6 separate regions of the Mus musculus genome follow, and regions 2, 3, 4, 5 and 6 are each linked to region 1. The links are chromatin contacts, called in public HiChIP or PLAC-seq maps. All regions are on one chromosome and are shown on one strand. Each heading gives the region's core, a stretch centred on a gene start, on an enhancer-like site or on the middle of the called end of the contact. The rest is flanking DNA. Distances are from core to core; before and after follow the strand shown.

Region 1 (4,959 bases), core at 1,223-3,722:
CAAGGATAATGCAATCAATTAAAATAATTTTAAGCAACTAACATCTATAAGATGTCTGCTTTTGAAAATGAAATGTCTAAAACCTATTGGGTGGGTTCTTCCTCAGTACTCTTATATTAATGCAACTGTAACAGGTTCCTTCATAATACTCACTGAATTAAAAATAAGAACTAAGTACACTTTTATTATTACCATACAAGAAATTTAGCCTTCACAGGAAGCTAGTTGGTAGAATCTGAATTTCAATGATATTAAACCTGTTATTGTCTTCAAGGAGACATTAATTCCAAATAGATTATAGAAGATTTTTTTCATTACAGTGGACCTGATAAATATATAAACTGTTTGAGATATTTATTCAGTGAAAATATTTCTTTTCATATATGTGGTTAATTTGTAAAGTAATAAATTTTATTCTATATGTTGATAGATTTTTTTTCTCTAAAAGACAAAGATTTAAAAGATGCTATGATTAATATTTGGCAACTTGTTTCTTGTAACATAATTGGGAAAGCATTGACGTTTTACCGTTTTGCTACTTCTCCATTCTACCTTCCTTTGCAGTGCTTCCTTAGCCACCATTTTGCAGGTTTACACCAGTTTTTACAGTGATCAGTAACTACAGTTATTTTCAATCTCACACTAGCAGTTAATGATAAAAGACAAACATTTTAACCTTGTTAAAAGCAGGGTTTAAATTTTTTTAAATGCCCAAAACTAATCTACAGTTAAAAATTATCCTGATAACTTGTTTTTTCAAGGCATATGCCTACTAAAGAAACTCATAAACACAAGGAGTCTGCCAGACAGCTACTTAGTGACAGAACCAGATGGGTATTGTTAGCTGTTTTAATAACGCAGCATTTTTTGAAGCATTTTCCCAGGGTTATTTCTAATTTGCCCTGTCATATAAAAGTCACAAACTCCTTTAAAACAATAATCAATTTGAAACTTATGTCAAGAGGTTATTAGTAATACTCTGATAAATTTACCTTTGAAATACTACCCTGGATTATCTTTTTCAAAGTAGCTGGCCTTGGCACTACAAATAGACCGGCAACCAGGAAGTCATCATTTTGGGGGATCTGAAAGCCCCACCCCCACCCCACCCCATCCCACCCCGGGCATACAACAACTTTCACACCTGTGGACAACAAAATGAAAACTGCTCTACAAGTTGGCCAATACCCTTCGATGTGTGTCATTATTATCACATGAACAAGCACACCAGTGTGCTTAGGACTTCTCTTGGTGGTCTTGCTCATTTTCCAACAGTAAGACCCACCATAGCCTTCCAGGACTATTGACTGTCACCTAAAGCAACATTTAAAGATGCTCCTATTGTCTGCCCAGTTCACTCATCCAAGGCCTCCCTCTTTTTTAGGATCATCGAAGGGTCTAAGACCCGGACCTGAGCCAAGGGAGGTGGATTTAGGCCAGTTAGAGTTAAGATGGTATCATTAGCTGCGCACAGCGTGACTTCCCCTTAATCCTGTCTGCATCTTACAACAAGTTTAAATGTCCATGCATGATGTTATTAACTGGCTTTAGTAAGTGCTTAAGACCCCGATTTTTTTTTAAAGTAAACTCTGAGCAAGTTCTACTGTATCCACCCAACAGAGATAAATAATTGCAGCAAATCTGATGCTGTGAAGATGCCCCAAGTTCCTGTTGGTTCGTTGGTGCGACTCCTGGAGAGGTCCTAAGTGGGTGCTCCCTGAACCCAAGTCCAGGACCACCCTGTACCAATTTTTTCTGATGAGGGTTGAGGGATCCTTTTCTGTCAGCAGCAACCCACTAACTTAAAAAAAAAGTATGAGGAGATAGAGGGGACACAATCATGAAACCTGAACTATTGAGGGCAAGGGTAAGCAGAGGTAGAAAAGCTCAGTAGAGAACCCCTTTAACCCTAAAGAGCCGACCAGACAAGTAAGAGGCTCTGGGGCAGAAAACATCTGCCTGCCAGAAACCCTTGTCCAAAATAGACTAACCCCCAACACCACCCTATCCGCAAACACAACTCAAGGATTCCTAAGCAAATGAACACTGGAGAGGCACAAGCAAGGCCAGGACCCTGGTAACCTGCCAAGGGACAAGCAAATCACATTCAGCATCCCCTATAGATGCTCTCAGCCTGCCGGGCAGAGGAGGGGCGGCCTGGACTACACAGCCCGGTGGGGTCTTCAACCTTCCCGCGGCGGGGTGCGAGCACGTGAGCTCCGCGAACCAGGGAGACTTCCCACCCGGTCACCCGAACCTCAGCGCGCCCCTCGCCTCTCCCGCGCACCAGCCGGGAGCGCGCGCGCCGGCGCACTAGCTCCAGCAGCTAGGGCAGCCGGTCTCCCGGGAAACACCAATCAGACGCTAGCTTTCTGTCGCCCGCCGCGAGTAGCGGCAGCTCAGGGAGGACTCAGGCTGTTGGCCGGTGCTGACGGGCCTTGTGATGCCCAGCGGCGAACCTGCAGCCTCAGCCATTGCCACTGCCTGGCCCAGCCAGTTCTGCAGCCAGTCACAGCCTGCTGTCTGCTCCATACACCGCCCACACCAAGCACCTTGAGAGGCGAAGCCTGGCTATTTTTAGATCTCTGGACTGCGTTGTGCAGACTCTGAGCTAAAATCCAGTCAAACCATCAAGCCCGATATGGTTCAGAACTCCCTGTTTCTCTGAATAAAGTCGATTATCTGTACTTTTTAAACTCTACCCCCTGTGGTCTGGCAGTTGGCTGCAAAGCAGAAAGCCACATGCTTGTACCTCAAAAGATGGCCATCATCTTTCTAAGGTAGTCTACTAACTCTGGCCTGCAGCCCTGTTTGAGAACAATCAAATATTCCTTAGTAGCAATCACAACTATATGCTTTTAATTTCCATTCAGTATTTTAGGTTAATTTCACAGGAAAGTAGAGCAGAGAAGGTGAAATAAGTTCTCTAGGCAAATAGGAATGGATGATTCTGCTGCGGCTTGTTTAACTTGGAGGGGGCGGGGGGGGGGCGGTGAACAGAATAACAGGATAACAAAGCCATCCATTAATCCGGAGACACTGAAGAACGGCCTTACATGCTCCATTGTTGTAAGATCTATTTAACAGTCTCAAAGTACTGGTAAGACAATTGACCTAGTATTACAAATATCTTTTACTGAACAACTTTAATTCTAGTTTTTAATCACAAGGGACATTTATTCTTTGTCGTTCATTTCACAGCCACCACCCAGAATCCAACATAACATAGTGTGTTTTATTTTAGCAAATTTAGGAAAATGTGAGTCACTGGAGGATATAAAATGACCTCCAGGAATAGTTGCATATGCCTTTAATGCCAGCTCTCAAAAGGCAGGCAGATCTGTGAGTTCAAGGGTAGTCTGGTCTACAGAGGGAGTTACAGGGCAGCAAGAGCTATACAGAGAAACGCTATCGAAGAAGAAGACGGAGAAGGAGAAGGAGAAGGAGAAGGAGAAGGAGAAGGAGAAGGAGAAGGAGAAGGAGAAGGAGAAGGAGAAGAAGGAGGAGGAGGAGGAAGAAGAAGAAGAAAAAGAAGAAGACGAGGAGGAGGAAGGGGGAGGAGGGGGGAGGAGGGGAGGAGGAGGAGGAGGAGGAGGAGGAGGAGGAGGAGGAGGAGGAGGAGGAGGAGGAGGAGGAGGAGGAGGAGGAGGAAATAAGTATCAACGTTCTGAAGCCACAATGGTATTTCCACAGGTTACGCATAGGAAAACAGATGTGCACATCGTTTTTATTCACTATCTAGCCACTTTGTTCATTTTTATTTTATTTTATTTTATTTTATTTTATTTTATTTTATTTTATGTGTATGGCTATTTTGCTTGTAAGCTTGTCTGTGTACCACGTCTGTGCCTGGTGCCCAAGAAGTCTGAAGAAAGCATCAGATGTCCTGGAACTGGAGTTACAGATGGTTGTGAGCTGCCATGTGGGTGCTAGGAATTGGACCTTGGTCCTCTGGAAGAGCAACAAGTACTCTTAACCAGTGAAGCATCTCTCCAGCCCCCATCTAGCCACTTAAAAAAAAAAAACACCCTTTTAAACATAAAAGTTCTTAAAATGTTTACGTAGTCTATGAATAGAAAGTGGTTTTCAATTTGAAATGTAAGCATTCTCATCTCATTATTTAAATGAATTTTATATTATCATCAAACAACACAAAATCACATTAGAATTTTACATATTTTCAAATAAGAAAGTCATATAAATTCTTAAAATAAACATAAAGAACACTATTAATACAAAATGTAATGCTTTAAGAAGACCTGAAGAAAAGCTATTTTGAAAAAAGCATTCCATTTTTAATATAAATAGTGTATTTATTTTATTATTATACATATTCATAGCAACTTCAGAAAATGAAAGGCACTGAAAAACATACTCATGCCTATTTTGCCAAGATTATAGACATCTTCTATATATCTATGTTTTAACTTCTATTCAATTTCTATCTTTGTTGTTGGGTTGGATTTTTTTTTTCTGTGTTTAATGATATATGCCTTATAATTTGATTATTGAGTGACTTTTCACTGTTAGTTTGTAACATCACAAAATAAAGCAAGGGAAATAAGTTGCCTATAGCTTTACATTCACTTTTAGAGCTATCATTTGATCATCCTCTTTTTAAATATTTTACTAAAATATTCTAAATGTCAAAGACTGCAGTTGGTGTTCCTATTTAGGAATACACACACACACAAATACCTTTGACATTGGGAACTCAGATGTGTTATTCAGCAAAATGGCAGTTATTCGCTGTTTTGCACTTACATGTGAAGAACTTGGTGATACAATAGCAAAACTGCAAAGTCAATTATACTTAAAATAGACATCTCAATAAAGCGTGAACCATCAGCTTCTTTTACTCTTTCTGAACTGTTCTGTTACTCTTTTCTGTTTACAGTCAAATAAATCATGTGAACATTAGCCTGAAAGATAACTGATTGATACACGTGTGTAAAAACT
Region 2 (4,959 bases), core at 1,215-3,714, 890 kb before region 1:
GTATAATATTCCCATATATATATATATATATATATATATGTATATATATATATATATATATATAAAACATATAATATATTTTATTTATCAAGACATCTGCCATTTGGCACCCAAGATAGTTCTATGTCCTAGTTATTCTAAATAGTTTTACAATAAATATGGGTGTGCTTATATCTCTCTGGTATGATTTCATTTCCTTTGAATATATGTCCAGAAGTAAAATTCCTGGACTTTGTGATTGATCCAATTTTTGGTTTTGCAAGGAACTTTATATTGTTCCCTGTAACTTCTATAGTAATTTTCTATTCTCACCTACAGTGGGTAGGACTTGCTTTTCCTCTGTATCCCTATTAGCACCTGTTGTGCTGTGTGAATATTCTGTTACTGCTGTGAAGCTGCACATGGCTGTCATTTTCCAAGCATCACTCATTGAACATACCTTCTGTTCTCTGGTATATGCTGTTCCTTTGTTGCAAAGCAATTGGCTATAGGTTTAATTCTGAGTATTTGATTCATGGGCCTGTATTTATCTTTATTACAAGTACCAGGCTGTCTTTATTATTATAGCTATGCAATATGCCTTAAATTCTGGCATTGTGGTACTTCCAACTTCATTCTTGCTACTCGAAATTGTATTTGGGGTCTTTTGTGCTTTCATATGAATTTTGGGGTTATGTTTTAAAATTCTATAAAAATATTAAGTAAACTTTTTATGTTCTCTTCAGGGAAAAGAAAAATAAGAATGAAGAGTGTATTGCTGATAGTTGATAAACTATAGATGCCAACCCAGCCTGTAAGTGCAGGAAGCAGACCTCAGCTTTGCTTCCTAGCAGACTCATAAACCAGCCAGCCAGACTTAGTCTAAAGCTCTGAAGTGAATTCTGACTGCCACCAGGAGTCCCAGATTGTAAAGCTGAGAATCAAAAGCAAATCATCCCCAAATTACAGCCTCAAAAACCCTGCAACAAAATCCTAGGTCAATAACAGTTGGGAACATAATCTCAAGTAAGACAATTCTAAACTTGAGAACTTAGAAAATAAAATATTAGTAGTAAGCAATAATGATTATTATATAGAGATGAAACTCAGATTTGAAAAGGCTGTGTGGCTAGAGGCAGCAAACATCCCAAATCTGTTCAAAAGTCCTTAAATTTTCTTTCCATAAAAAATGGGACTTTTTTGCCATTTACACTCTTTTTATGTCTCCCATCTATTAGTTCACAATTAGGAACAGTTTTGAAAACTAACTTGAAATGATCTTAACTTAGGATGGTTGGGCCTGACTGATTTGCTGGTGTGTGTGATGACATCAAGTTTGTGGAGCTTATGAAAAATGAACTTCCTTTGGAGTGTGGGTCACACTTCACCTGATCTTCGACCACCATGAATCAAGTTTTTTTTGATTCTATCATCATTTTGCAGCCTGAGTATTCGTGAAGCCTAAACTTGCACCAATGCTTTCAGGACCAACATTAAGAAGGAAGAATTATTACCAGAGTCTCTTCAGGGACTACTACATAAAAGGAGCAAGAGAAAGGTCCCATTCTTTAGCACTCAGCATTGCGATGAAGGTGACATTGGCAGACTGTATGTGGCAGACCAATAATTGGGATAGCCATTAGGATCATTTAGATTGCATAAGAACTGTGGTTTAATAAAGAAAAACATCACCATTATACAACAGGAAATATTTCTTTTGAGCATCCTTCCAGTGTATTTTGCAAAATTCTTCCTTCTATAATCCAGCTATTATACTTAAAAGACTGCTTATTGGACTTAAAAGTTTTTTTTCAACATTTGGGATTGAAGAAATTGTAAAGTAACAAATGTAATATCATTCTGTTGGATTAAATAATCCAATCCAATAATCTTTGTAATCTGGAAAAGATCCCAATTGTTAACCTAATATTCACCCCATTCTTCTGCACAGTGTCCACTGAAGAGTGTCCTAGACACCATTGTAGATGAAACATTCATCCTGACAATGCCCAAATATGCCTAAAATTGCAGATGATGGTTCTGAGCTTTTCCGCCTGCTTATCTGTCTGCCTTCCATGTGACCCTAAATTAGGCATCAGAAGGTATAGTGTGTAATACAGATTCCAGGCACAATATACCTTCTCGCAATTAGTTGAAAGTGCTGTTTTGTAATTAAAGGGTGAAGTGGGGCATGATGAACATATGGAAAAGGAGACCCTTAATAAGTGATGGAGCCTTCAAAAGAAATTGCTAATTAGTATGCATTTGATGTGCACTATACCAATTTTAAGACTTTGCCTTGAATAAATTGCTATGTTGGGTGTTCGAAGGAGTGGTGAGATTAGCATTTACAAAGGGGGCAATTTTCTGTCTTCTTGACTCTGTTAAATGGAGGAAATAACTTCCAAGACTGGAGCAGTAGTTAGCCCATCAATCATTCTCACAGCTGGAAACTGGGGATCCCAAATGCAGAGATCAGTTAATCCGTCAGCTAATAAGTTCATAGTGGCACCATATGGCGTGGGGCCACTCCACACTGGGAGAAGGACAGAACTGTTTACACAGGCATGCTGCTTTCTCAGGTAGCTCCCTGCTGACAGAAACCTTTGTTCTGAAGGATCAATTTACTTTGCACAGTAAATTGACTGAATTGATCAGTTCAGAGCATATAATTGTTGGCTAATCCTGTGGAATCATGTCCCATCCATGTGAGTAGGACAAAGGGGTGCTGCCCATGGCTTGGTCTCGGGCTCCATCCTGGGGCTATTCTCATCAGACAGACTGGACACTGATTAAAGGACCAGCAGAGAGTAGAGATGTAGTGAGCATTGACTTCAAAGAGACGAGAAACTGTGCAACGTCTAGAAGGCCGTCTCTACTCAACTGATATCATGACATAACAAAGTAAAAACAGTCCGTCTAAACAATTTAGAACCAGCTATTTTCAAAACTCTGAAATGAAAAGTTACTGCTTGTCTCCAGAGCTAAGTTTCACTACTCATGTTCACTCCCAAAGTTACCTTTCGTTTTGGCAATGAAAGGAACTGAAAGAGAAAAAGAAGCTTAAGGTACATGTCCAGGAAAGCATGGACACTGGAAATGAAGTGAGAGATGCATTTCTTAGACATCGTGCTCCAGTGGAGGAGGCATCCACTGTTGTTCCTGTGCATAGGGTATGGGAAAATTCATCAGAGCCTTTCAGAGCGAATGGGAGCAAAATCTTCCCATTCCTAGCACACTGGTGTGAATCCTGGTGCTTTGTTCCATAGGCGTGTTTGATCTGACTTTGTTTTTTCCTTCTCACATACAAAATAAAAGAAGAATAAATAAGATGAAAAAAAATCCACCAATAGAGATAAATGTTGGACATAGTTCCCTTCAACTAAAGTTTTTCTTCAAAAGCTAGTGTCAATAGAATCATTTCACATCAATGGTTTGAAAAGAGACTTGTGTTCAATAGGAACTGAGGCCATTTGGTGTCCCTGAGCAGACATTTGCTTATTAAATGTCTGAGCACTAATGAACTTTATAGACCTGCCCTGAGAATTTCTACCAATTAGAGGGCTTTTGATTTTTTTTTTACCTATTTTATGGAGAATAAATGTCTGAGATTTGCTTCATATGGAAAAATAGCAGCAAATTTGACAGCATGTGGACTCTTAGAAGTTATTTTAATCTTGCTCATTATGTAAACCAACACATGCTTGGTGATGTTCTAACCACCAGAGAGAGGGATATGCTCTATGATAGATAATTCCAAATGATCTAATATTATTTATCTCAAAGTACTCTGAGTGTATTTCCCCAAATTTCTATGGAACTGAAAATTTTCCCTTTTATAGTCTTTTATTTCTATCACTACATCCACAGTTCCTAGGATTCCATGGTGTTTTAAAAAGCAAAAATCAAAGAATATTTTTTCTGATTTATTTTAGTAAGCATTGTTATGAAAATAAGATAAAGTATAAGTAGTTCTGTAAATATATTTTCATATTAAACTTGTAAAGTTAAAAAGAAAAGTAGCATATTGTGTCCTGGAAAGATCATAAGCAAGAGTCTCCCATGAAAACAGGCACGCTGCCAAACTCTGGTCAAAGAGAAAAATAAAAAGGCTTTTGTGTATTTTGATAAATTTCCTCTCTCAATTGTTACTGGTTTGGAGTGTCCCTCTCTGTACATTGAATATGAAGTAAGTTTTAACTCCTTGTGAGTCACTCATATGACATGTGTCCATTCCTTGACTAGCCTAAATGAACACCCTGAAGTCAACTGGAATTCCCAGGTACTGAACCTCCAGCATAAAATAGATTCCTAGGCCTGTTTCATATCTCACCAAATCTCCAGCTCATACTCATCTCAACATTTGCTTCATTGTGGAAATCATTGCAATGTTTGAAATCAAAGACAAAACTTATCGAGTCATGTATGTTATCTATTCATGGCAATAACTATTCTCTAGTTAGTGGTAAGCAAAGCTTTATAAATACAGTGACTCATTTTAATTATTCTTAATATGTAAGTGATAGATCTGGAGAAGTTACATCTTACCAAAATATTTCCAAACTTTGTAGCCATTTCTCTACCTTGTGTACATTTTCATCTTCGCCTCAACTGACATGAGAGTTTGTAGTAGTTTTCTGTACATCTCTGGGAATTTCTTTAGTCAGAAAATGGAGAAAGCATGTCACAATTTTCAATAACCTGTCCCAACATCTAGGACCAATTTCCAACTCATTATCCTAAAATCTTTACATGGAATCTCCAACAATTTAGCCTTTTCATTTTGTTTTAATTAGCAAAGAAGAAAGATGCAAGGGAAAATATAGGCTTGCTTCTCCCCTTTGTCACTGCTGACCTGCTTGTCCCTGGGCCTTTCTTCTGAATACAAAGAAAACTTCTCTGCCACCTCATTATAGATTGTACTGTTCACAAACTATCTCTGGAACACATCATTAATGTGTGTTTTTTTTTTCCTCTGTA
Region 3 (4,959 bases), core at 1,818-4,317, 850 kb before region 1:
GATGACTGGAAGATAAAGATGTGTACTTATATACAATGAATTACTGTTCAGCTGGAAAGAAAAATGAAATCATGACACTTTCTGGTAAACAGATGGACCCAGAAAATATATTGAGTGAGGTAACCTAGAAACAGAAAGGCAAATGCCACATGCTTACTCTCATCTGTGGCTTGTGGCTCATAGGTTCAAATCCTTACATGTGAGGAATAGCATTGAGTAGCCACAGAAACTAAGAATGTATATAGGAACCATTTATTGAGTAGAAGTAAACTCTAGAGGTCAATACGGAAAGAGAAGTCAGGACAAGAGACAAATAATCCCAACATTGTTTGAAAAAGCCTTGAGGAATTACATTATTTTATATTCACTTAAAATTATACACCACAACATATATGTGTATGTACACCACACACACACTTTAAACTGCTTAGATTGACAATGTTCCTTGCAAGAACTATAAACTAGCAAACAAAACAAAACAGTACTAGCCAAAAGAAATCTCTTTTTCAGCATCTGGTCAGGGTAGTCCAAGTAACTCCCCAAACAGTCTAGGACTTGGTTGCCTTTAGTCTAGGATCAAGGGTGGATTTCTCTTCCTGAAGACACTGCACATTTAGGGCACACATTTTGTAAGACTTCGGCTGGATGTGACCTGAAAATTACTTTCCTACAATCTATCATTCATGGTTACAGAAAATATTATTCAAACTGGCACATAAAGAAAAGAAAAAACAGTTCATTCTAGGTGCAACCTGTAGGAACTACTACAGCAGTTTCTAGCATGACAAGATATGCAAAAAGGTGCAGTAAGTGGCACTCACATGTTGGTAGCAACCAACAGTTGTTTAATTGGCCTTAAGCCCTACTCAACAGGAGAAAAATCATGCCTGGTAAATAAGAGACCAAACCTACTCCATCTTGAAACTGGCTTCCATTTTAAAAGAAAAAGGGTCTGAGAACTTAACCTGCAACTGAACCAAGCTACACTCAAGTTCTAGGAAGAGACACATAGCTTGTCTCTGGCCCATAGCCCAGAGTTACTCCCTAGCAACAGCCAACCAGGATTAGTCTGATAGTTCCAGATGTTCTTTCAGAGCGTTTGTGATTGCTCATGGTTTTGCTTCAGACACATACCTGTCAACTTACAATAGTCATTCACTTAGATATTTGACAGGCTAGTCACCCCCTTGCTTGCTCACTATTTTCTATAAAACCTTGTCCCGCTGAGGGCAAGGGGTTTCTAACTCCTGTCCCATTGCATCAGAAATGGTGGGTGAGCCCAAGCTCGAGCCTGAATAAAGAATCTAGTGTAACTACATCAGAATTGGCTCCTCGGTGGTCTTTTGGGCCTCTATAATGCTTCCAAAATGGGCATAACAGTACCAGAAACGTAGGCCATTACATGGGGCTAGTGAGGTCATGGATCTTTTTAAATTATTAAAATATATATATATATATATATATATATATATTCAAATTACTATTGGGTATTTATTTCATTTACATTTCCAATGCTATCCCAAAAGTCCCACACACCCTCCCACACCCACTCCCCCACCCACCCACTCCCACCTCTTGGCCCTGGCGTTCTCCTGCATATAAAGTCTGCACGACCAATGGGCCTCTCTTTCCACTGATGGCCGATCAGGCCATCTTCTGAGACATATGCAGCTAGAGACACGAGCTCTGGGGGGGGTACTGGTTAGTTCATATTGTTGTTCTATTGGATCTTAAAAGAATACGTACTGCCACTTTTCTATAGCATAATGATTCCTTACTACATAATAAATTGTATCTTATACCCACAAAAACCATAACTACCACCCCTTAGCAAAAATAAATTAATAAATAAATAAACAAAACCCAACAATCATCTTTACAGAAAATGGAGACCATCACAGAAAACCACAGCTGAACATTACGCTGGGGATCTTTCTAATTTTGACTTAGGGCTTTAAATTGTTCCTGCCAAACTTTAATCTTCCACCTGTTACAAAACTCCTTTCACCTGCCCTTACCTGGTCCTTTGGAAAGAATTATCTACATACCACATTTTGTTGCTCACAATGACTTAATATTGTTTTTATTTTCAGGAAAATTTCATATACAAACCCATCACTTAGAAAGTGGAAACACGAGCTCTTTGTGAGTAGGACATATGTCTGCCATCTTTACCTAGACTACCTCTATAACACCTACAATTGTGGCAGTACAGCAAATGCTTCCTTATGTAAAATTGCAGGTATATTTTTGAAGTGTTAGTTAATTATAGGAAGACAAGATAGCTATAACATCCCAGAAGTAGCTCTCTAGTCTCTGGATCACAAGTTAAAGAACCATCTTCCATTCCTTGTGGGAAATTTGACATTTGCCTTGTCTCCACAAACCTTAGTACTAGTCTACTTGGAAAATAATTATGAAAATTTAGAGCTTGATATATGCTACCATTTTTTAACAACTTTCTGTTTGTGTTAATAAATCCGGAGTGAAAATAATGGATAGCAATTTTAATTTTAAGGATTAATAGAAGCAAAGATTGTTGCATGTAGAGAACTGCAGGAATGAAAATACCATCAGCATCCATTTGAATTTGAATACGATTGTTATATATTTACCTGGAGTTGAGCAGATCTATTTTACTAATACATTATTTGGTTCTCAATTTTTCATATAAAGGAAAATTCTTTATTAAGATAAGAAAAAGTGCATTCAGTCTAATATTGTCAAGCCACTTATCATACATTACTCTTGTTTACTTATTCATGCTTTTTTGGTGAATGATTTTCTACAACTTACATAAACTATAACAGATAAATAGTACTTTATTTTCATACTTAACTAGAACAGTATTTCCTTTGTGCATGTAGAGGAGAAAGACAAATCTATCACTATAAAGGCCTCTCAATAGTTCTCATTATGTCTGCCATTATAATTTTAACATTTGGATATAGTTTTCTCTATATTGCATATGAAGCTGCAAAATGTAAAAGGTGAAATGATCTATTCAAATTATCTGCTATTATACAAACAAGTTAATAACTGTAATTAAGAGAATAATTATGCAACTGCATGCCACTCAAAAGAATCATTTAAATTATGCAAATCAGGCATAAGGTCATGTAATGCTAAGAGAAATGAACTAAAAATGCAAAGTAGTGTACATTCTGCTGCTGGTGCCAATATGAGAAATATTCACATCAAAAGCACAAAGCATGGCTCTCATTTTGAACCTCTGTACCATAAAATAAAATTAATTTTTCTTGCCTTATTGAGTACTCTGAAATTTGAGTAGTATATAATTTTACAGATGAGTTACTTTCATCCAGAGAAGAGTATTTAGTTTTTGTTTGTACTTAAGACAGATATTTTTCCTTATGGAAATATCAAATTTAAAAATATTGTTTGGAAAACTAACAAAATTATAAGTAATTAGTTTACTTAAAACTATCTATTATATAAGCTTTAAATAAATGTAAATTCACCTTTGGATAGATTCTCTCCTTTTCTAGTGTATTTTTCCTCATATTCAAGTTGTAACCTTTGTCATATTTGCATTTATATTTTATTTAATATTATCATGATTATTTCTTGAAATCTGAATTCTTAATGGTGGCATAAAAATTTTACATGTGTGAATGATATTTTAATATTTCATTTTTATGCTCCTCTCATTGACCACTTTTATACTATAAGCCATGGTTATAATTAACATTTATATTAAAATGTAATGAGAAGTACTAAATATTGTATTTGAATAGATTATTAAAACAAGGTTAGAAATTTTTTCCATAGCTATGGACACAATTAAATTTTGATTTAGTGTAAGCATTAGGAAAATAATAAATATGAACTTCAAATTTTCATTATACATACTATGTTTATTTACAAATATTTTCTAAATTCTTCAGTTCATATGTATATTAGTAAATGTATGTCTAGACCTTTTCTAGCAACAATGAAAATCATCTCCAATTACTTTCACTTCTCAGATGACCAGTTGTGTGGTCTCCATACTTGAAGATTCTTGGTTGGTTTTCCTCTCTGTGCTTTGTAATTCCATATGACTTCTATTCTTTCTTCACTGGGTTACTCCTTTTTTTGGTATACATACAATATGTATTTTCTACCTTAAATTTAATGAGCATGCTGGAGTCATGCAGTTGCTTAAAGTAGATTTCACATCAACATTAGTGTATAAAGGCTCTTTTATATTGACATTAGATACAATGTCTATTTGAAATTTATGTATTCTACCTATAGAAAAATATTAATAAGCTTAATATCAAAGAAATGGCTTTAAATCTATCCCTAATTGTTTATTTGCTTCTTTGTGAAGAAATGTAGGGTATATGTGAAATGATTTTTAGCTTTTTTCACAAATAGATTGGAATTTAAAAAAATAGATCAGTCCACACAAGGAACCTGCTGAAAATTCTACTGTCCAGAAATGAGTACGTCTGTTTCTCTTCTTTGCCTGATATAGCTAAAGTAATGTTTGCAAGCATTTACTCCTCCTCTAAAGAGTTTCTTTCATATTGTGTAGGAACATTTTTATAGACATAGATATTTCATTCATGACTTGGGATTTGCAGACATCTAGGAAATGTTAGCTCCGAATTCAGAAGAGCATCACTAGCCATGGTGGTGCATGCCAATAAGAGCATGATCAGAGGAGGAAGAACTCTGATGTGAGGCCAGCCTAGGCTTCAGAGAAACTCTGCCCCCAAAAGGGAGAGATTGAGATCAGCAACAGCCACAGACAAAAGTGCAAGAGTGTCAGAATAGATAACCAAGGTAAAACTTGAAATATTTAAAAAGTTTGTGTTTATTTTCATACCAAAACTAAAACAAAACAAAAATGAATGAACCAGGCGTGGTGTTGCATGCCTTTAATCCCAGCACTTGGGAGGCAGAGGCAGGCAGATTTCTGGGTTTGAGGCCAGCCTGGTCTACAAAGTG
Region 4 (4,959 bases), core at 822-3,321, 700 kb before region 1:
TGACCCCCATAAGCTCGTATGTGTGAATACTTGATCCCCAGTTGGTTTGAACTGTCTGGGGAAGAGAAGGGTTGTTAGAAGAGTTGTGTCAATGGGAACAGGCTTCTAGGTTTCAAGAAGCTAGCACCATTCCATGTATATCTCTCTGTCTTATGATTATGTCTCAGGATGTAAGCTCTCATCTACTACTCAAGTACCATGCCTGCCTGTCTGCTGCCATGCTCCCTCCCACAATGGTTATGGACTCTAACCTCCTGAAATGAGGGTTAGAGTGCGATAATTTGCTTTGATCATGGTGTTTTGTCACGGCAATAGAAAAGTAATGAAGCAAAGGTAGGTAAAGGCTGTTAAGTAAAACAGTTCACTCAGCACTCTGATACAGTATGAGAAGATTATCGCTGATTAGCGGTGGTTCTCATACTAGCAGTGTCATTATTATATCTTTAATCATACTAGGGAAAAGACTGTTCAACCCATAGGACAGCTCATTGTTTATAGCCTTTGATGCCATGAGTTCAGAGCAGAGGTTACCTAGGAATGTATGGATCCTCAGGTTTAATTTGCTCTGAAGAGAGCCAAACATTGGGGGAAAAAATAACTAATGTGACTCTGAGACAGCATTGGCTGAAAGCCATGGTCACTTCATGCATTGAGAAATCAGGATCACTACAAACTCACTGTGAGAGAAACAAGGTAGAGAATGGGTAATGTGGAGTTACATGAAATTTAATTATATAAGCACAGGGATTTTGAAAATAAAATACATATATTAACATAAATGTGTATGTGTGTTTTGTCTATATGTATGTTTGTGTACTACATGAGTATCTGGTGCCTAAAGAGGCTAGAAGTCATCAGATCCCCTGGAACTGAAATTACAGATGCTGCTGGGTTGCCATGTTGGTGCTAGGAATCAAACCTGGGTCTTCTGGAAGAAGAGCCAATGTTCCTCTGAGCCATCTCTCCAGTCCATCTCTCTTCATTAAGGACAGGGTCTCCACATGAAAACCAGCAAAGTCAACTAACTGAATTCTTGGGAGCTCCAAGAGAATGAACCACCAAAGAGTAAGCATCATCTGGACCTACCTCATCTATCCCTGCACATATGTACCAGATGTGCAGCATGGTCTTCATACAAGTCCCCCAGCAACTGGAGCAGAGACTGTCCCTGAATCTATTGCCTACCTATGGATCCTCCCCCTAATTAAGGCACCTTGTCTGGCGACAGTGGGAGAGGATACACCTAGTCCTGTAGTAACTTGATGTGCTGGGAGCAGGGTGATACCCAGGGGAGCTCCGCCTTCTCAGAGGAGACATAGAGAGAAATAGGGGAAGGATCTGTGTGAGGAGGTACTGGGAGGAGAGGGGAGGCTGCTATTGGGATGTAAAGTTAACACATAAATTTTAAAAATTAAAAAGAATTCCTCATTAAAATAAATCTATTTTCCTCTCATTATTGCCTTTTGAAAGGCAAATATTTTCTTTCTGATCATCAGGTACTGAGCTAGCACCCTTCAAAAGTACCTAGCCAAGTTCAATCTGGTTGAAGACAGAGAAACATTCTTACCCCTAACGTAGTCCTAAATAACTGCGTGGCAAACTCCAGTGTATTAAAGAAAATATGGTTACTAAATCATGGCACTTTGTTTTAGAACAAGGAGTCTGTCCACAAGCAGAACAGAGGCTTACAGCCTGGTCATCGTACTGCAGGGTTTCCCAGCCCAGGCTCAATTCCTTTAACTTTGCTAGTGGGAGAAGTAGCAGGTGTCATAACTAGGCTACAAGTTAGTAAGACTAGCTGGTGAAATCTGGGTTGGTCCTGGCACATGGTCACATAGTACCTGCCTCCAAACTAAACACTCTGCACTCATCTGACAGTGACTGCCAAAACAGGAGACATGGATTTATTCCAGAAGTTTACAGCTACTCAAGCTGCTACTGTGTGGTGTGAAACAAACATTATTACGTAATTCCCCAACTTGTAAAGCTAGCCTTTGTGTAGGATAATAGCCCTACTTCCTGTCTTCTGGGTAAACAGTGTGTGATTCAGAGCTCTGTGCCACACCGGCCCATTAGACAGAACTACCCGAGTTTCCTGGCAGCATAGCTATAGCTAACACACTGCCCCGTTCTCCTTCCTTCTTATTCATTGTGATGGGAGGATGAATTGTGAGCTTTCACTCTGAGCTTCCTGGCATTGGTCCATTTGTATCAGCACCCTTGCATTATTCAAACACAGTGTGCTTCATATTTATGAGCTTACAAAATTTCTGGACTCCTGCTTCTGCCATTCTTAAGAACCATCAAGGGAAAGGGGTGTGACCATAAAAGCTAGTGTGTAACAAACCTCATCCAAATGCAGGCAGTGTATTGGGAATCTTAATTCTATTAGAGCATGGACAATGGAGGTATTTGTGTTAGTTACTTTCCCACTTTGAGGTTAAACAAACCAGTGAATGGGACTCCGGGTGGCAACAGAATGAGATACTACATTGGATAACGCAGCACACAAACGTCGGGGAGCATTTTAAAAACAAGCCTCTTTCCTGCCTTCCCATGACTCTTTAGCAATTTGGATTCTGTAAATGGAAGTGAATAGCCTCAGTCCACCAATATCTTCATTCAGCAGTTTGTTTCTAAGATTCACGTGATGCATTTATCTCTATGGCTCCTTCTAAGAAAATGTGCCCCATTCAAAGAAGGTTTGAATTAGCTATAGTTAATGTGTTCTATCTACTCCCAAATTGATATTCTTTCCTGAATAAGGTTCTAATTTGCAATAATTGTTAGACTGAATAACTTGCTACAGGCCTTATCCCAGTGCTGCCACAAGATGTTTCCCACCAATGTGATGAACTGAATACAGTTGTATTTAAACAAGAGAGAGAGAGAGGCAGAGAGAGAGAGAGAGAGAGAGAGAGAGAGAGAGAGAGAGAGAGAGAGAGAGACCACTTTGTCTTATACACTCATGATGCATGGACAAAATTATACGCACATGCCACACAGTTAGCAATGGTCATTTTTCAACTGCTATGCCTACATATGCAGAACTTATTTAAGGGGCAGGATGCAGCCACATTTAACACCTGCCCAAAACATCCACTTCATGAACAATTTACTTAACAACACTATATTCAGCATGGTTTGTAATAAAAGTGGCAGGAATGTGGACTAAAAGTTCTCATTCTGAAGACTAATTTCATTGGGTAGAAGATATGAGGCAGGATGTGGGAACTAAATACTTTTAGATGACTAGAAATTTGGGCAACATTTCTTAACATGCTGCTCGTTTCAAGGCTTCTGCATTATGGTTCAGAAGCTATGTTGATTCAGTTTTTAAATTTTTACAGTTCAAACTTCAAAATGCATAAGAATCATACCCTCCCAAATTGGCAGGTGTTAACTGACCAGATTGAATTGAGCAATAAGAAAAAGCAGAGCATCACAAGGCATGATAGCATTCTCTATGGGTAGGGTTTTGACAAGTTCTCAAAGTCCACTCAAAATCAGTATTAGTCCAGCTTTCTGTTAATTCCCCCAGGGCAGAAGTGCAGCTATTCTGGTTTGTTTTTTAAGAGTTATTTTTAAATTGTGTGTGTGTGTGTGTGTGTGTGTGTGTGTGTGTGTGTGTTCATCAATGTGGAGCCATGTGCACGTGGATGCAGGTGCCCATTACAAGCAGTATGAGCTGCCCCACATGGAATTTGGGATTAAGCTTGGGTAAAAACAGTACAAACTCTTTACTTCTGAGCTATCTCTTCAGTCCCAGTTATTTTATTTTTATGTTCTCACAAAAGAAGAGTACTTATAATGGAAATAAATAATCCTTACTACATATTAGTGAAATCTGTCATATTTTTCACTAGAAATGAGAAAATAGCCATTACCTGTTTTCTTCTTATTGTCCTTTTTTTTTTTTTTTTAATTAGGTATTTAGCTCATTTACATTTCCAATGCTATACCAAACGTCCCCCTTACCCACCCACCCCCACTCCCCTACCCTCCCACTCCCCCCCTTTGGCCCTGGCGTTCCCCTGTACCGGGGCACACAAAGTCTGCGTGTCCAATGGGCCTCTCTTTCCAGTGATGGCCGACTAGGCCATCTTTTGATACATATGCAGCTAGAGTCAAGAGCTCAGGGGTACTGGTTAGTTCATAATGTTGTTCCACCTATAGGGTTGAAGATCCCTTTAGCTCCTTGGGTACTTTCTCTAGCTCCTCCATTGGGAGCCCTGTGATCCATCCATTAGCTGACTGTGAGCATCCACTTCTGTGTTTGCTAGGCCCCGGCATAGTCTCACAAGAGACAGGTACATCTGGGTCCTTTCAGTAAAATCTTGCTAGTGTATGCAATGGTGTCAGCATTTGGAAGCTGATTATGGGGTGGATCCCTGGATATGGCAGTCTCTACATGGTCCATCCTTTCATCTCAGCTCCATACTTTGTTTCTGTAACTCCTTCCATGGGTGTTTTGTTCCCACTTCTAAGGAGGGGCATAGTGTCCACACTTCAGTCTTCATTTTTCTTGAGTTTCATGTGTTTAGGAAATTGTATCTTATATCGTGGGTATCCTAGGTTTTGGGCTAGTATCCACTTATCAGTGAGTACATATTGTGTGAGTTCCTTTGTGATTGTGTTACCTCACTCAGGATGATGCTCTCCAGGTCCATCCATTTGGCTAGGAATTTCATAAATTCATTCTTTTTAATAGCTGAGTAGTACTCCATTGTGTAGATGTACCACATTTTCTGTATCCATTCCTCTGTTGAGGGGCATCTGGGTTCTTTCCAGTTTCTGGCTATTATAAATAAGGCTGCTATGAACATAGTGGAGCATGTGTCCTTCTTACCAGTTGGGGCTTCTTCTGGATATATGCCCAGGAGAGGTATTGCTGGATCCTCCGGTAGTACTATGTCCAATTTTCTGAGGAACCGCCAGACTGATTTCCAGAGTGGTTGT
Region 5 (4,959 bases), core at 1,139-3,638, 650 kb before region 1:
CTTTTAATATAAAGCTGAGACACACTTCCTCTGCATATTTTCTGGTACTCAACTGAAGGAAATTTGATTAAGATTGGAGAGTAAGTGACATAAAATAATTGGAGGAATGCTAGCAAAGACCTCATCCAGAAGGAATGGCAGTGTTCTAGCATTAATAATGCATCTCTTTGGATGAAATGATGCCCACCCATTCCTGATGTCTATTTTTAAGGTGTACATACCCAACTGAGGTGGCTCTAAGTAATGTCTCTAACACCTTACCACCAGTGAAAGTTCCAAGAGGACTGCTTTCTAGAATGCAAAGATCTGTGGAAGAAGAAGTAAGACCAAGCCCTGAAGTATTAAACCTACTTTACTCTTGCCTCCCCAAGTTCTACATGTAAAGTTTCAGTATGGCCAAAGACACCTGCACCATGGGCTAACTGAACACTTAGTCCTAGGCTGGCTGGGTGTATCACTCACCCAAGCATCCTGCTTTCAGCTGGTGAGGAACATTTGGGATCCGCTATATATAACTGGAGGATTTGATTTTGTAGTATTTAGCAATGTACATATTCTATAGTGTAAATTATATTTAAGTCATTCTTAAAACATATGTCCATGCATTCACAGCTGTCTGCAAATGAAAGTAAGGTCCCAGTTTATCTAGATACAAACAATACTTTTCTAGCCCCTGATTTTCTCTACAATACACTAAAGCCATGAATGTTTCAGCTAGTTATCTTCATAATCTGCATCAGGATTTTTTTCCTCTCATTGTTTACTGTTCTACCAAAGCTTTTCCAGAGAGCATTTTATAGGCAAGAAAAATTAACTTCTTTAAGAACAAATAAAGTGTTTTGGAGCATAAATGGCCATACCTGAAACAATTATCAGGTCAAATTTGAAGGTCTGAGGGGCATCCTGTCCAACATCCTGCCCCAGCAGCCTCCTTCCAGCCTCCCATCCCATCACCTCAGCAACAGAAACCCTCTGAGGCACAGGTCACTCCACTGTGGCATTGACAAGAACACATTCCCTGTGGGTGGTCTGGCTTTTACAAGTGTTTGGACACAAATACATTAATGTGGCCATTTTAAAGCAAATGATTCTTCTATTTTTCCCTGAAAAAAAAAAATCATCCTAGCAGGGTTTTGCTTTCTAAAATACTGTTGCTATTGCTACTGTTGTTGTTTTTAATCTAGAAAATCCAAATACTGAGTAATTTTCAGATTGATGTTAACTCTTGGTTTCCCATCACCCTTCCACCACGTAGCCAGCTCAGGCATTACATTCATGTTTTCAGCTCTGAGCATCGCTATGCCCTGCCTTACTGCAATGATGTTTAGTAGCCTGTCAGTTCCCAGGTCCCAAGGAGTGCAGCCAAATGGTTTTCTACTTAATCAGCATAAAGTGTGAACAGTCAGAAATCAGCTGAGTGCAGGGCTGATCCTGACCATCACAGCAATCTCTATTCTAAATAGGTAAAATTTCAAAGCCTATTGGTAAGCAAAATGTGCTTTCAAAATCCTGTTTTAATTTGTTTTAAAAGAAATAGCTGCATTTTTTTTAAAAAAAAAAGCAGTTTTACATTGACATTTATGGATCAAGTTGATCTGATCTATATGAGGCATTGAGCATATAACAATATATATTCTTCATATAACAGGTACTTCAGGGTGTTAGAAAGTATTAGGCTGTTCTCATGATTGCCAAGAATGGTCATGTTATTGGCAACAGCCTGAAGATGAAAATGACTAATTCACTCATAGATTATTAAGCAACAGGATGTACTCAAAATCAAAGGACCTTAGTTCTTCACATTGAGGAAAGAAACAGCAGGACTTTTCAAGGGTTCTTTCTGAGGTCCAAGTTCTAAGAAAGTCCCAAAGGCTTCTTAAAGTTCTAGTGGTTTAGGCAAGGAACAATCAAGTTAAATAGGTTGCTTTTCAAGGAAAAAGAAGAAGGAAGAGTGGAAAAGGTGAATTATTGACAAGGTGCCATTAATGAAAATGTTTGTGAGATGTGTGTGTGTGTGTGTGTGTGTCAGAGAAAGAAAGAGAGAGAGAGAGAGAGGGAGAGAGAGAGAGAGAGATCTAAAAGACAGTACACAAACTGGGTCAATTTTAAAGGAAAGCTAAAGTGAAAAACAAGTAAATTTATACATAAAAGACTGCTGCAGATGCTGGTCTTCCAACTCCTGAGCCTCCTGTCTAGTTCCAGAAACAGCCCACCCACCTCCTGCCTCGTGGGATGTGTGTTTGGTGCTCTGCTCCTTGTTTGCAGAGCAATCCTTGTTTTGCTCCTTTGTTTTGTCCAGCTTCTATTTTGCTCTCTCTCCTCTTCCCTGTAACCTCTGCCACTCTTCATCTGGCCCTTGCTCTGTGTCGTGACCTTATACATGTTTCTTTCAGGTCAGACATCCTTGAACTTCTCCCTGACCCTAGGTCTCCTCCTGGCCACAGTCTTACCATAGTGCTACAGGCCAGAGGGCTGCCTGGAAGGCTTCTGAGAGGAGAGAGACAGTGATAGCCTAGCTGAACAGCTTGAGCCATGCACTTAAGCCCCTTATTGACAGCATCTTCACAGAGGGGGAAAGCATGAGTCAATTTTGAACTTGAAAATTTTGCATGGTTTCCAAATGTCCTGAATGTATTCTCCTGTTTCATGTGATTATCACTCTGCAGCATGCTGCCGGCTACCTAAATCCCATGCAAATCACTTGCAAGATGTAGGCTCAGTGAAAACACTCTCCCACATGCACAGTAAAAACCAAGCATTATTTCCTACAAATCTAGCTGTAAGAAATGAAAAAGGGAGGTTATTATTATTTTTAATATTAATAGCAACTATTAACTGTTCATTTAGCCTAAATCATCTGGAAGGGAAATCTGTGCTGCTTGCTTGTTAGTCGAACAGAATGCATGATAATGTTCTGTTGTGTGCTATGTGGCATACTCAGTTGCTAGGTTACCCAGAACATCAGGAATTCAGGGAACAATGTACTTATATCTTTTTCAATTTTGAAAAATAAAATAGGTATTGACATAAAATACAGTGTGGCACTGAAGTAATTTTGTAGTGGAGAGATCAGAGGAAGGGGGCCTTTCATCTCCGTGACAGCAGTTTACTCCTCTTGGTGACTTACTGAGGGCAGGGGCAGGGCAGCACAACAGGAAGTCAGTCTCTGGCAGAATGCTTGTGGTCCCTGTACCCCAGCAACTCTTTCTTGAGTCAGGCTCCCCAAAGCCATCCTGCAGCTGCTGTTCTGAGCTATGTCAACTGGTCCTACAGAAACCTATGACAGGTCCAGTGATGTATGGGCCTGCGAGGGAACAGCGAAGCCTTTCATGTTAAGAACAAATATGACAGATCATGCTAAGGTCCTCAGCCAGCCAGGGCCATGCCAGGAACTTCTTTATGATTATTATTATTATCACCTTCTTACTTGGAGATAATGTCATAATTTACAGTCGGGTATTGTGGGACCCAAATGATTGATGCCACTTGGACATGAATTGGTGGGGTTAATAATGGTCATTCACTGTGGCCCAGCATGGGAGGCAGCGCTCTCAGAAAGGCTGCACTCACTCTGGTATTCTGCTCAGGACAGGAAGGTGGACTTCTCCGAGTCAACATGCCATCACATTCTGCTTCTGAAAGCATCCCCTGGGCCTTGATGAAAACTAGGGGCAGGGTACCTCAAAGGCTGCCTCTGTTCTTTCCAGGAATACTTTTGATTTTGTTTAATGTTCAGCCCTATATGTCCACACTGAAGTTTGATTGAGATGTGCAACCCTAATTCTCTGATGAAGCATGGGCTACGTTTGGAAATATAAAGCAAAATCCTACATAGCAAATCTGTTCCATTCTAGCAATGTCTTTAGGTGGGAACCCAAGCTAGAGATAGCTGCCTCCATATTCTCTTATTTATTTATCCTAGGATTATTTTGGATGCCAACAATGATTGGGATAGGACTGTTAATTTTTAAAGTGATTAAAATTAATTGAGCATACTGTAATGTAATCTAAAATACGGGATGGAGGAAATGGAGATTCAGTTTATTTCAAGGTGAAAGGTACTGAAAAGCAATTTTGTAAAAACTTCAAAAAGTTAGAATTGAGTCTTAAGATAGAAAGTGACGCAGGCCTCAGATCCCAGAACTCAGGAGTTAGAGACAGGATCAGGAGTTCAAAACCAGCCTCGGATATATCACAGGTCAAGGCCAGCCTGGGGTACTGGGGATCCTGTTTCAAAAATAAAGTATCATGAAATGAAATGAAATGAAATGAAATGAAATGAAATGAAATGAAATGAAATGAAATCACAAAATGAGCTGAAAACCAGAAGACTACCCTAATATGCTTAGACTGTTCCTGCTATCCTATACCTAAGTATAGGGATAGCAGTATGTGTTGACAAAGTTTCCCAACACTAGCATAAAGTGCTTTGACAATTAAGAGGAGCTATTCTCTGAGCAACGGCCATAAGAGAAGGCTTCTACAAGTGCTTCATGACAATACAGACCTTCAGAGATGATCGAATGTCAGATAAGAGGAAAGTACTTCCAGTGCCATAAAAATCATGCTGGGAGCCATCTTTTTCTGTTTGGAGAGTCACTATGCCTTTGTTTTCAGCACTGCTAAGAAGGAGAGTCACTCTTTAAAATGATTAAACTTGGACAGCTTGTGCCATTAAGTAGTAGCATTCATTTTTCTCATACATCGCAGTTCACCTGTCCCTCTGAAACACATTATCAAGCCATCACCACATAAGCATCATTCATCTTGAGTTTTCTTTTTAACTTTATACCTACATCCTCCAAAGGCCCTAAAGCACTCTAAAAACAGATGATATCATTACTGCTTTACTGGAGACGACACTGACTCGTATCCACTATGTCCCCCCACTCTGTCCTTGGGATGATCACCGTGTACTAGAGATAAAGTTTATTCTTTGTAAACAGAAAAGGCACAAGC
Region 6 (4,959 bases), core at 725-3,224, 540 kb before region 1:
CCCAGCACACAGCTCTGAAGCTTTCGAGAACTGTAATAGAACTGTAATAGAACCACAGCACGCACCCAGCACACAGAGTAGTTATTAATGCCTGGCAATAAACCGCTTCTTTATTTCTTTGACATCTTGTTCTGCTAAAACATAGTTGTCTAACTGGGGATACATGAGCAGGTAATAATAATAATAATAATTTAAAGATATTACTTTAAATTTTCCTAAGTATGTTGTAGAAAAAAATTTTGTTAGAGATGGCAACTATAGTACTTACTGTATAAAAATATGTCTCTAATTTATTTGAAAACATTTTATCTAAAAGCTATGAATGAAGCAAAAGGAAATGTTAAAATTTTCCATGGATAAGGAAATAAATACTACTTTAGTTTTCATTGGCATTACTTTCCCTCCATAAGTTTCACAGTAGAACAATAATAAAAGCACCGTAGAAGGATCCAAATAGGCAAAATGGCAGATGATAATTGGACATCAGGAGATAAATCTCAGGGTGTATATAGGCTAATATTAGTATAGAATAATATTTGTTAGTATTCTTTTCAAAAAAGTTCAAAAATAGGTTAGAAGATGGCCTGCAGCTTCAGGCTCAAGCCTTATCTTCACCACTTACACTAGTATTAAAGAATAAAGTACCTCCCCTTATCATAAAAGCAGGCAGACAAAAAACTTTAGAAGTGTGACATGTCTTCAATTCTGGTATTCAGGAGGAAGAATCAGGCAGATCTCTGTGAGTTCAAGACCAGACTGATCCACACAGTGAGTTCCAGGACAGTCCGGGCAATATACTGATACTCTGTCTAAAAAAAAATGAACAAACCTACCTACAATTAAAAAAAGCAACTTTGATGTATAGTGAATTAAAACATAGGACTCAAGTACCCATACTTACAGAGGGACACTCTCTCTACCCAACGGTGGGTTCATGATATAGTCTTTGGTGATTGGTTTCACCCAGAGCAGAACCATAAATAAAGGTGCCAAGAAGTTGATATGAAGTAATGTTCTGAAAATATACAAGAAATACACATAAAGATCTAGAAACAAAATGTGCAAGTGTAACTAGGGTATAGCATTTCTAATTATTTACTGTTAACCAGAATCCTTAAGAGCTGAGTCATTATCTTAGTGTTTCAGGTGAGAACATACGGACCTAGAAAGTTCAATGACAATCCCTTAAATCCAGGACTCAATGATAGGTGTTTTAATGATTATCTACAGTGATCACAAGGGAATATACATACACGTCATCTGAAAATTTTCAACACAGCTAAACTGAACATTTGCTTATTATTCACAAATAAATGAGAGTGATTAGAAGTCTTATCAGAAGGCAAATGGCAAATGAAACACAACAGTTTACAACTGAGCAACCTTGCAATATGCAATGATCATTTATAATGCCAAAATTACAAATGACTCAAGATTTGTTATTTCTTGGACTGTTATAAACACAGATGAAATTAATTTACCATATACAAATAAAGATAATGTACCCCCCCCCCCCTATTTTTGGTTCTATGGAACACACCTTGTTATACAGCCTAGCCTGGCCTTCATGCTACTCTCAGCCTCACAAAAGCTGGAACTACGGACATGAGCCACCACACTGGGGCTACATTCCTAATGCAGAAGAGGGATATCAGGATTAAGCTGCAACCTCTCTGTTAACTAAATCTGTATCCTACAGATACACATGGCTTGACAAAAGTTTTCTCTTTGGAACAAAAGACAGACTTGTTACACTATTTTAATACAACACACTGCTTTCATTATCAACCATAGAGAAGGCTTAACTATAGGTTTTAAAACACACAGACTTTTAAATATTACTACACAGACAAACGGTAGGGACAGGTCTGGAGGACACAGGGCTGAGTCAGGAACAACCCAACCACAGTACAAGCTGCACTGCCTTGCCATAGGGGTGCAGTCTGCGCTGCTCCTTTGCCACTCAGGCTACCCACAACAGAACTAGCTTGCCCATACTGTTACAGCATGACAGCGTGAGTGCTGTACCACAACAGGAGGCTGTAAAAAACTGGAAATAACACAAAATCCCAAATTCCCACAAGGAAAACCCTTAAAATAAAGCCACATTTTACTGAAGATAGATGCATCACCCTCTCTCCAACCATCACTAAATGCTTTATGTTTTATAATGTGATTCTTTCATCCCACAGTCTTGGTAAACCATGGAGGGCAGGGAAGAAAGAGCAGTATTAGGTATGCAGTGTTGCTAGGGAACACTCCAGTATCAAGGAGCAGCCCACAGCGGTTTCAGTAGCTTGTGAAGGGCTCCCCTCCACCCACCCTTTTCAGCTTATTTAAATCCTAACACTGGGGTTAGTGGACTGCAGTGTGTGTGTAGAGGGGGGGGGGGGATCAGGTTTTGTCTTAAAAGAAGCCTTTAGAGAGCTGGGTGGTGGGAAAGGCAGGGCATAGTGAAGAGCATGCTGAGTAAAAAAAAAAAAAAAAAAAAAAAAAAAAAAAAAAAAACGTGGGGGAAGATGAAGTAGTGTGTAACAGGGGCGGGGCAGCTAGGAACAAGTAAACATCTAAACACGGAGAAAATGGAGTCAAGGGGAAAAGTGAAAATTAAAGAACATAGGTAAAAGCTAAGAATGTAAAGAGAGGAATTAGGATCTTAAAGTATCTTAAATACAGTGTCCTCCTAGAGGAGCTTACTGACTATACATATGTATATAAGATGGAGGGTTCAAGGACGACCTGCAGTGCAGGTAAGAAGATCCTGGGTATAAACGAAAGCAAATACAAGCTCACCCTTCTGTCAAGGTGGGAGTGGGTGGGTAGGGGAGCAGGGCGGGGGGAGGGTAGAGGGGACTTTGGGGATAGCATTTGAAATGTAAATGAAGAAAATATATAATAAAAAATTGGAAAAAAAAGATGTCTCTATTCATAAACAAACAAAACTCCAATCAACCAAATAAACAAAGACCCCTAAATAAGGACAGAAAACAGCAATGGCTTCAGAGCCATGAGCAGAGGTTTAATGTTTTCTCCTTAGAATCAAAATAGGATTTGGTGGTTAAACTAACTGGATACAGGGTGTTGCATATTATTTACAATCTGGAAATAAAATAATGAATTACTTGAAGTTTAACATGCAGATCAACAACTTAAAATCATTCTTACAAATGTAACTCAGGCTTAAAATTATTTGTCATAAATAAAGATATTAAAATATCTGAATCAACACATAAACTTTAAGTATTAAAAAAAAGTTTTTTAAAAAAATTTTTCTATGAGATTTTCAATTTGAATGTAGAGATCAAAATACTATAAATCTCTGAATTAAAAAGAATATAAACTTTAACATTTTCATTTAAACAGGTAAAAATTAGTTTAACAACAAATGTATTTTTAACACTAGCCTGAAATTTCAAAGAGAAACTACTTATAGCTGACTAAAAACAGGTGTGACATCAAATATTTATTAATATTAATTTTTAATAAAATAATTTATTTTATCACAATAATATACCTTAATTAAGATGGAAAACATATATTTATCTGCATGTGCTTATGTACATTTTCCGCTTACTGTGTAATTTTTTCTGTTGCCATATTCAGGGCATCCAGATGCATTTGAGCCAGCCGTAATCCAGGAAATGTCAAAAAAGCCCCAATGAGTGAACAGAAAACAGCCAGGAAAAATTTGAAAGTAAGTTTTGAAACAGGGCCCCTAGAAATAAAGTTTAAAAAAAAAAAAAAAAAACAACTGATAAATTTTTTGATAACTTACTAAGAACCATTTTTTCTATCCAGGTAATTTACAAGTCATGACAACGTCAGTACATCAAATTATGTACTACACACATACATACTGATCTTATTCTTAACAGGTCATAGTGAACTAACTATAAACTAAACCAGATATTTCTTAAATAATAGCCAACAATCCAAGCTACACATCAATGACATATGGCTCAGATATAAGTTAATTTCATCTTTGGACACAGTGGGATTGTAAGAGCAAATATAGCTAAGAATTTGATGGGAAAGTCTACCTTCAAATGACTGTACACAGTATGAGTAAGGTGTTCCTAAAAGTGGTAACCCGGGGGCTGGCAATGGAGTTTAGGGGTAAGCCCCTCTCACAGTGAGTTTGGAGGTGAGCACCTGCTCGTCTGTATGCACTGGTCCCAGGGTTAGATCCCAATACTGAAATGAGTGAGGGAGAGAAGTGAGAGTCCTATCATAAGGGAATTATTTTACTGATTAAAATCAATTATTTATAGTAAAAATTGCTTTAAGAAGGAAAAACGTTAAATTTAAATAATGCTCAAATTGTCAAAAACTTACTGAGATTCTAAACCCTGCTTTTCAAGAAACTGCATTGCACTGTCTGAAAAATTTGTAAACCCTGTAGGAAAAAAGAGACTACTGTCATCATAGGGTGAAATATACTCTTAGAAAACACAGCATCTTATATGCTAATGACTAGCCTCTTTCTCTGTGTTAAAAAGTATGCTATGATGCAATAAAAATCAGTTATTTGCAAGAACAGTCTCTAAAACATCCCTTTGGTACTTGTACATTTCATGAGTGCAGAAAATTTGAAATTAATTCCTTAGCATTACAGAAATTAATTAAACCTTAAGAAAAAACTAAGGGTGCAACATTTTGGGAACAAGGTTAATAAAATCTAATAAAACAGTAACAATAAAGATCTCATTGAAGATTAGTAAAGGTTAATTAGAACATAAGCCAACTCAACATTTAAATATTTATCTGACAAAACTTAAATACTAAAATAAAAAATATATAACTAAAACTGATTTTTAAAGTTGTATAAAAGTTTTACCTGTTTCAAGGCCAAACTCCAGGTAGTTCTCTGTTACGATCAAAACTGCCATTGCTTTAACGAAGAAAAAAAATCCAAAGGTGACACAAACTGACCTTTCACCTCCATCTTCTACTTTAAAA

What was found. HiChIP or PLAC-seq counts read pairs in DNA pulled down with a chosen protein or histone mark.
Region 2: an H3K4me3 HiChIP or PLAC-seq map of embryonic forebrain shows a contact between it and region 1, with 6 times the contacts expected there. The contact joins two enhancer-like sites. A contact is called at or near these places in 3 of 39 promoter capture datasets (the HPC-7 cell line, cranial neural crest and hippocampal neurons), 7 of 484 Hi-C or Micro-C datasets (LSK cells, cortical neurons, embryonic cerebral cortex and 3 more), 13 of 115 datasets of contacts at active chromatin or transcription factors (the NIH/3T3 cell line, VIP interneurons, craniofacial prominence and 10 more) and 2 of 9 other capture datasets (embryonic stem cells and embryonic tail).
Region 3: a contact with region 1 is called in an H3K4me3 HiChIP or PLAC-seq map of embryonic basal ganglia, with 7 times the contacts expected there. The contact joins two enhancer-like sites. A contact is called at or near these places in 14 of 115 datasets of contacts at active chromatin or transcription factors (the NIH/3T3 cell line, bone marrow-derived macrophages, craniofacial prominence and 10 more) and 1 of 9 other capture datasets (embryonic stem cells).
Region 4: an H3K4me3 HiChIP or PLAC-seq map of neural tube shows a contact between it and region 1, with 5 times the contacts expected there. The contact joins two enhancer-like sites. A contact is called at or near these places in 13 of 115 datasets of contacts at active chromatin or transcription factors (bone marrow-derived macrophages, differentiating embryonic stem cells, embryonic basal ganglia and 9 more) and 1 of 9 other capture datasets (embryonic stem cells).
Region 5: an H3K4me3 HiChIP or PLAC-seq map of neural tube shows a contact between it and region 1, with 3 times the contacts expected there. The contact joins two enhancer-like sites. A contact is called at or near these places in 8 of 39 promoter capture datasets (the C10 cell line, the HPC-7 cell line, cranial neural crest and 5 more), 2 of 484 Hi-C or Micro-C datasets (both in cerebellum) and 12 of 115 datasets of contacts at active chromatin or transcription factors (bone marrow-derived macrophages, differentiating embryonic stem cells, embryonic basal ganglia and 7 more).
Region 6: an H3K4me3 HiChIP or PLAC-seq map of embryonic forebrain shows a contact between it and region 1, with 5 times the contacts expected there. The contact joins two enhancer-like sites. A contact is called at or near these places in 1 of 39 promoter capture datasets (cranial neural crest), 6 of 484 Hi-C or Micro-C datasets (adipose-derived mesenchymal stem cells, cerebral cortex, cortical neurons and 3 more), 25 of 115 datasets of contacts at active chromatin or transcription factors (SST interneurons, VIP interneurons, astrocytes and 13 more) and 1 of 9 other capture datasets (embryonic stem cells).

The regions. Positions count from the first base shown.
Region 1 is chr13:83,742,569-83,747,527 of GRCm38.p6, reverse strand. No RefSeq gene overlaps it. Among named protein-coding and RNA genes, the nearest start is that of Gm51268, 6.2 kb to the right of the region's middle. Within about 2 kb of position 2,472, at least 154 of the 459 cell types and tissues checked have an H3K27ac peak or open chromatin away from gene starts, as enhancers often do. A contact at or near this core is called in cerebral cortex, cortical neurons, differentiating embryonic stem cells and 11 more, where this site is marked.
Region 2 is chr13:84,636,941-84,641,899 of GRCm38.p6, reverse strand. All of the region lies in intron 2 of Gm34196 (a long non-coding RNA gene), which reads left to right. Among named protein-coding and RNA genes, the nearest start is that of Gm34246, 36 kb to the left of the region's middle. Within about 2 kb of position 2,464, at least 20 of the 459 cell types and tissues checked have an H3K27ac peak or open chromatin away from gene starts, as enhancers often do. A contact at or near this core is called in embryonic basal ganglia, embryonic brain, embryonic cerebral cortex and 1 more, where this site is marked.
Region 3 is chr13:84,594,924-84,599,882 of GRCm38.p6, reverse strand. All of the region lies in intron 2 of Gm34196 (a long non-coding RNA gene), which reads left to right. Among named protein-coding and RNA genes, the nearest start is that of Gm34246, 78 kb to the left of the region's middle. Within about 2 kb of position 3,067, at least 1 of the 459 cell types and tissues checked has an H3K27ac peak or open chromatin away from gene starts, as enhancers often do. A contact at or near this core is called in embryonic basal ganglia, where this site is marked.
Region 4 is chr13:84,446,548-84,451,506 of GRCm38.p6, reverse strand. No RefSeq gene overlaps it. Among named protein-coding and RNA genes, the nearest start is that of Gm41011, 110 kb to the right of the region's middle. Within about 2 kb of position 2,071, at least 59 of the 459 cell types and tissues checked have an H3K27ac peak or open chromatin away from gene starts, as enhancers often do. A contact at or near this core is called in embryonic basal ganglia, forebrain, neural progenitor cells and 4 more, where this site is marked.
Region 5 is chr13:84,397,255-84,402,213 of GRCm38.p6, reverse strand. No RefSeq gene overlaps it. Among named protein-coding and RNA genes, the nearest start is that of Gm41011, 56 kb to the right of the region's middle. Within about 2 kb of position 2,388, at least 18 of the 459 cell types and tissues checked have an H3K27ac peak or open chromatin away from gene starts, as enhancers often do. A contact at or near this core is called in forebrain and neural tube, where this site is marked.
Region 6 is chr13:84,282,741-84,287,699 of GRCm38.p6, reverse strand. Tmem161b (transmembrane protein 161B) reads right to left here. Exons shown (of 12, transcript NM_175187.5): 6 at 4,838-4,959; 7 at 4,336-4,396; 8 at 3,575-3,715; 9 at 902-1,015. Among named protein-coding and RNA genes, the nearest start is that of Gm41011, 59 kb to the left of the region's middle. Within about 2 kb of position 1,974, at least 48 of the 459 cell types and tissues checked have an H3K27ac peak or open chromatin away from gene starts, as enhancers often do. A contact at or near this core is called in cerebral cortex, cortical neurons, differentiating embryonic stem cells and 7 more, where this site is marked.